Linked DNA regions of Zea mays: region 1 is linked to region 2. A link is a contact called in public Hi-C data. All regions are on one chromosome and are shown on one strand. The core of a region is the stretch at or near the end of the contact, and the rest is flanking DNA. Distances in the headings are between cores, read along the strand shown.

The links. A called contact is a pair of places that touch in the nucleus more often than the background predicts.
Region 1: a contact with region 2 is called in a Hi-C map of tassel, with 2.2 times the contacts expected there. The contact joins the promoter of LOC100283894 here to the promoter of LOC103633782 in region 2. A contact is called at or near these places in 4 of 25 Hi-C or Micro-C datasets (ear, endosperm, leaf and 1 more).

Annotation. Positions count from the first base shown.
Region 1 is chr7:26,425,214-26,428,717 of Zm-B73-REFERENCE-NAM-5.0, reverse strand. It overlaps LOC100283894 (vesicle-associated membrane protein 724), which reads right to left and starts at 1,876. Exons shown (of 5, transcript NM_001156792.2): 1 at 1,380-1,876; 2 at 393-534; 3 at 180-300. The coding sequence starts at 1,656.
Region 2 is chr7:26,264,597-26,268,125 of Zm-B73-REFERENCE-NAM-5.0, reverse strand. LOC103633782 (pentatricopeptide repeat-containing protein At3g06920) reads left to right here and starts at 1,333. Exons shown (of 2, transcript XM_020541033.2): 1 at 1,333-3,529. The coding sequence starts at 1,468.

The DNA.
Region 1 (3,504 bases), core at 627-3,126, 160 kb before region 2:
TGTTTTTTTTGCAGAAATGAAAATCAATTTCCATCCATGAGTTCTATCAATAACTTGCTCTATGTGGCGCCTATATCATCAACCAAGGAGAGGACACATTAATCATGGAATCCTGGTCCTGTTCTATGTTGTTTCAGGTGCTGCTATACACATCGACGAATAACAACACAATAACATACCTTTTCTATGCTGTCTAACATTATATTTTTCACTTCTGAAACTTGGGCTTGCACTTTTAACATTTTATCTAGTTCCTCTGAATGATCAAGAACATATTGAATGTGCTGCTTTATAACTTGTCTGCATTGATGAAAAGCTCATTTTTCAGGGGAAAAAACAATAAAACATTCTGTGCATTCTCAGCAGAACTTATTAGTTATTACAAGACATACCCATATTCTTTATTTAGACATTTTGCAAGAGCTGTGTCAGCTTTACCACCACCATATCTCTTCATGAAGTCATCTTTTAACCTTTCAAGAAATGCCACTGAGACATTCTTTGGAACGGATTCCTCCGCAACTACACAATAGGCTACAAAATGTTCATATAGCAAATGTGTAACCATAAATATACAGATTATCATAATCATGTGATCTATAGCAGTTAAGTTGTATTCTCTCCATTATAAATTATAAGACGTTCTGAATTTTCTATATTCATAAGTTTGACTATACACTTAGATATACATTATGAAGTAACATATCTAGAAAATCCAAAACATCTTATAATTTGAAATTTGAAACAAATGGACTATGTAGGCTTGTAGCCAGATCTGTAAGATCCACAACAATGCAGGATCAACATGATCACACATGACAAAAGAGTTTAGGCTCTTGGTTGATAACCAACATTGTTGTTGAACTTTTATAGTTCCAGTCTGGCGATTAATGAAAATACCTTTATGGGGGTGATCTTGCAATCCGATTGCAAAAGAATCCCGAGCTCCGATTCTAGTTTTTTTACTTATGTAGTACAAGCTGAAGTAATCAAGGTTGGAGCTTTGCCACTGTCATTTTTAGCACCACTAAGAAAGCATAACAAATTAGAATAATTGGTCCCGCGAAAGTGCCTCTAGCCGAGTTGGTTAGATGGTCTGGTCCTGGGTTGACTCTCCGTGTGAGCGAATTTTAGGTTGTGGTTAAAAAATCTCCTCGTTTGTCCCACGCCAAAGCACGGGTCTAAGACTCAGCCCCGATCGTGGTCGTTCTCACATGGTTTCCGTGTCGCTATGTATGGGTGGAACTCTTTTCCCGCAGGTCGAGTTTTAGAATCATTGGTCCCCCATAGGCTATACGCTATAGCACCTCCTACTTCTACTAGCAAAAGTCTTAAAAGTTTAAAAGGCGTCGATTGGTCGCATCGTATTCGTATCTCACCGTAGCCGCGGTACAAGAGGAAGTTGAATGTGTGTCGGTCACAGGCGTAGCTGAACCGTGCCGGCGCATCGCCACGGCCGTCAGGGCCGGTGCCGGCGGAGGACGACCCGGCGGGTAGCCGCTGCAGGCATTGCGCGGCGATGGCGGGGAAGTTGCCGGTGAACTCCGTGTACTCCGCCAGCACCGCGGTGCCGCGCGCCACGAAGGCGTAGATCATCCACTCCGCCTTGCCGCCACCCTCCCTTGCATCCTTCCCTCCCGGAGTCGGTGACACCATCGGATCAAGATAGGACCGCTAGCTACCGCAGGCGGATCTTGGATTCTTGGCAAGATCGTGAGGGACCGATGGAAGGTGGTGAGAGCGGACGATTTCGTGGCGCCGGGGGAGAGTATCCACTAATGCGCGAGCCCGTGAGCGTGCAGTGCCGAACGGCGCCGCCTCCGTGTCCCTCAATGCTTGGAGTAGGATTGTCCGATTGTAGGAATGCGTGTTGTTCAGCGTCCGTACGGCTTTTCTGGTGCTTTTTTGCACTATGTGATGAAGACAAATTTGAAATTATATCATTATGAAACGTAGAGTCGTCGTTTTACCATCATTTTAAAAAGCTTTTCGTTTGAATACCATTATCAAATATGTCATCTACGCTGTTGACACCTTTTTAGGGCACCGAACACTCAACACGAACTAGCGGCGGTGCTCTCTGCACAGGGGCGGACGGTCCGCGCGCAGAGGCCGGATGGTTCGCGCGCAGAGGCCGGACGGTCCGCGGCCTGGTGCGAGGCTAGGGTTCCTGCCTGACGGCCGGACGGTCCGCGCGTGCACAGGGGTGGCGGAAGATCAGCGGCGGCGCTTGGATCTCGCTCCCGGGAGGGACCCTGTCGAGGAGGAGAGATCCTATAAGTTGTCTAGGCTCGGACAGGCCGATCTAGACTCCTCTAATCGACGTAGAGTCGAAGAGAAGCGAAGAATTTGGGGGATCAGAAGGCTAAAATAGAACTAGACTAGAACTATTCCTAGGAAATAAATGCGAAATAGAAGTGTTTTTAATTCGATTGATGATTACAAATCGGCCGTATACCTCTCTATTTATAGAGGAGGGGGGCTGAACCCTTTACAAACTAATTTCCGAGCTTATCCCGAGATTCTCGCCAACAAACATAGCAAGAAACTCGGAACCCTAATCTGTTCTGCGCCTGCGCGGACCGTTCAGCCCACAGGCGCGGACTGTCCGGACCGCGGGCCGTCCGGCCCCAGGGCCGAACCGTCCGGCCTCTCATTTTGGTGCCCAACATATGCCTCCAACCTTTTGGTGGAGCTGAGCAAACCAAAAGCATTTTAACTCGATGTGATTACATCGGTTTTCTTAAGCATCTTGCCACATACTAGGATGGTACTGCTTGAGAAAACACCCATTCAATGCCTTTGGTAAATCCTTGCCTTGTAATGTTTGCAATAAATAGGTGTTACCAGACATTACATGTTTTACTTTATAAGGACCTTCCTAGCTTGGTGACCATTTTCCAAACTTCCGGTCTTTATTCCTTAGAGGCAGAATGGTCTTCCACACCAGGTCCCCTACTTGAAATGACTTTGCTTTGACCTTCTTGTTGTAGGCCCTGTCTAGTGTCTACCATGATCTTGTCCTTTTCTATTGCTCCCAAAGCTATCACCCTCTTGTCGGCCACCTCATCAATATTATCCATCATTGAATTGTAATAATCAGTGATGGTTAGATTATTTTGTCTGGCAAACCTGACAGCATTCAAACTTATTTCCACAGGCAATACTGCTTCCTGCCCATAGACAAGCTCAAAAGGAGACACTTTAGTAGCACTATGTTTAGATATTCTGTGAGCCCATAAAGCTTCGGACAAAATCTTATGTCAATGCTTAGGATTATCAGATATCTTCTTTTTTATCAAGTTAATCAATGTCCTATTACTAGACTCGGTCTGTCCATTGGCCTGAGCATAATATGGAGATGAATTAAGCAACTTAATTCTATATAATTCAACAAATTCACGTACCTCCTTTGACATAAAAGAAGTCCCTTGATCTGTAGTAAAGGTCTGGGGAATGCCGAATCTATGAATAATATGCTCAGTTATGAACTCAATTACCTCC
Region 2 (3,529 bases), core at 84-2,583:
TTAAAGGGGAAAAGGCTATCCAGTCCTCATAGATTTTTCTATAAGCCAATAGTAAATGTAAAGGGCATGACTGTAATTTCTCATAGGCTATGTCCTGTGCCTATAAATAGGTGAACAGTACCCACATACTGTTCACGCTGACTTGTGCTTGATTTTGCATCACGCTTGTACTTTCTTGCCTTCTATCAAGTCGAAGGTACTTTTGTAATTTAATATTGTATTCGCCTTTCCATGATCATATAATAAGAATAAATTGATAATGTTATATGATTGTTTATGTTGTTTCTTACATGTCATATGCTTCTTCTTTTTATTTAACATATACTGCGATGATGAAGGTATGTCCTTCATGACCTTCGTCTGAAGATCATTATATCCTAAGGGAAATAATGCATCGAAGGATGAAGGGCATTAACATTTAACATCTTGTGCTGCCTTGTTCTTAATTCATAGCATTTGAGAACAAGTCCCCAACAGAAACATACATTCTTTTGATTTGCACTTCTTTCTTCATTTAGCACTTAAGAACTCAATTAAATGTGTTATACACTTAATCACCAAAACATAATAGAAATTGCTCAAAGGCACATTTCCCTTTCACTAGGGTTCCCTGCCTGATGGGCCGGACGGTCCGCGCGTGCGCAGGGGCAGCGGAGTTCGCCAACGGTGCCTGAATCTCGCTCCCGAGAGGGACCCCGTCGGGGAGGAGAGATTCTAGATGATGCCTAGGATCGACAGACCACCCTAAACACCTCTAATCGACGTAGAAGCGAAGAGAAGCGAAGAATTTAGAGATTGAGAGGCTAAACTAGAACTAAACTAGAACTACTCCTAATGCATAAGGTAAAAAACGAGAGATGAACTGATTATTGATTCGATTGATGATTATTAATCGACCGTATTCCTCTATATTTATAGAGGAGGGGGTTGGACCCATTACAAACCAATCTCCCGAGTTAATCCCGCGAATCTAGCTAACAACCGTAGCAAAAACTCGGAACCCTAATTAGTTCTACGCGCGAGGACGGTCCGCACCACCAGTGCGGACCGTGCGATCACCCTTTTGGCGCTCAACACGCATATGCAGTTCCAGTTTTACAAACTCATAATAAGCATATTTATGTATAATTAAAGGACATTTGCTAGCATCAACATAATATACAAAAAAAACACTTGCTATCTGCTAGTCCTTGCGCCGAAAAACAAGACGCCGCGCCAAAAAAAGCTGAGCAGTACGTGCTTTTGTTGGGCCGCAACGGTTGCAATTGCAAGCCCAGCTCCATTGCGTGGGAGATGAGTCGTTAGTTTATCATCGTTGGATTTGGGACAAACGGAGCAGATGAGGAACTGTAGAGTAGGTCATTTCGGCCAACTTCAGAGGATCTGATTCCATGCTTGCTAGTATCTCCCAAATGGGCAAGCCGCCTTGATTCTCAGCTAGGGTTTTTCTTTTATCAATCCCTCTCTATGGCGGCGGCGGCGCTGTGGGCACCGGCGGCTCGCCGCCAGGTCCTCGTCGCACCCACCCTTCTCCGCATCCGGCGTTACCTCTCCACAAAACCACCCCCACCGCACCACCCCAACACTCTCGCCACCGAGCTTCTCCGCCTCCTCTCCGCCGCACCCTCCTGGACGCCCGACCTTGCCGGCGCCGTCTCTTCCTCCCTTTCCACTGCCTCCGCCTCCGCCGGCGATGCCGTTATAACCGTCCTACGGTCCCTCAAGAACCCCTCTCTCGCCGCTCCCTTCTTCCTTGCCTCCTCCTCCGCCTCCCCGCACCCGCTCCCCGCCGACGCATACAACGCCGTCCTCCCGTTCCTCTTCCACGACCTCGCAGCCATGGAAGAAGTTCTCGAGGAAATGAGCGTCCTTGGGTACGGCGTTCCCAACCCCACCTGCGCCGACCTTGTCGCGGCACTAGTGCGCACCCACCGCCTTGACGACGCCGAGCGCATGATTGGGACAATGAGGCGGCTCAAGTTCCGCCCAGCGTTCTCGGCGTACACCGTGCTGATCGGCGCAATGGCGGAGGCCAGGCGGCCTGAACGCGCGCTGGAACTGCTGCGGCAGATGCAGGAAGTCGGGTACGAGGTGGGCGTGCCGCTGTTCACGACGCTGGTGCGGGCTTTGGCCCGTGAGGGGCGCGTTGAGGGAGCCCTGGCACTAGTGGACGAGGTGAAGGGGAACTGCCTCGAGCCTGACATTGTGCTGTACAATGTGTGTATTGATTGTTTCGGGAAGGCTGGGAATGTGGACATGGCCTGGAAGTTCTTCCATGAGTTGAAGTCGCAAGGGTTCAAGCCAGATGATGTATCGTACACGAGCATGATTTGGGTGTTGTGCAAGGCAGGGAAGCTAAGTGAGGCTGAGGAGCTGTTTGGTCAGATGGAGACAGAAAGAGCTGTGCCTTGTGCGTATGCGTATAATACAATGATCATGGGTTATGGGTCAGCAGGCCAGTTTGAGAATGCCTATAAGCTTCTTGATCAGTTAAAGGATAGGGGTTGTATTCCATCTGTTGTGTCATTTAATTCGATTCTCACTTGCCTTGGGAAGAAGTGTGAAGTTGATCAAGCACTGATCTTGTTTGAGGCAATGAAAAAGGATGCAGAGCCAAATTCCTCTACATATAACATCATCATTGGTATGCTTTGCATGGCTGGAAGGGTTGAGGAGGCCTATGTGATACGGGATGAGATGGAACGTGTTGGTTTGTTCCCTAACTTGTTGACAGTGAATATAATGGTTGATAGGCTCTGCAAAGCAAAGAAGTTTGAGGAGGCCTATGAGATGTTTGAAACTGCAAGTCAGAGAGGTTGCAATCCTAATTCTGTGACTTATTGTTCTCTTATTGATGGATTAGGAAAGAAAGGAAATGTTGATGATGCTTATAGGTTATTTGAAAACATGCTAGATACAGGCCACAATGCTAATCCTGTTGTTTATACATCCTTGATAAGGAATTTCTTCATGCATGGGAGGAAGGAAGATGGACACAAAATCTTCAAAGAGATGAATCGTCGAGGATGCCAGCCTGATCTTACTCTACTGAATACATACATGGATTGTGTTTTCAAAGCTGGTGACGTTGAAAAGGGAAGGGCAATATTTGAGGATATCAAAGGTTATGGTTTCCTTCCGGATGTACGAAGTTATTCCATTTTGATTCATGGTCTCACAAAAGCTGGCCAAGCTAGGGAAACTTCCAGCATTTTCCATGCCATGAAGCAGCGAGGTTTTGCTCTTGATGCTCGGGCTTATAATGCTGTTGTTGATGGGTTCTGCAAATCTGGAAAGGTGGACAAGGCCTATGAAGCTCTTGAAGAGATGAAGGTGAAACATGTACCTCCTACGGTTGCTACATATGGGTCAATTATTGATGGTTTAGCTAAGATTGATAGGTTAGATGAAGCTTACATGCTTTTTGAGGAAGCAAAATCAAAAGGAATAGAATTGAATGTTATTGTGTATAGCTCTCTCATCGATGGGTTTGGAAAGGTTGGTAGGATAGATGAAGCTTATTTGATAT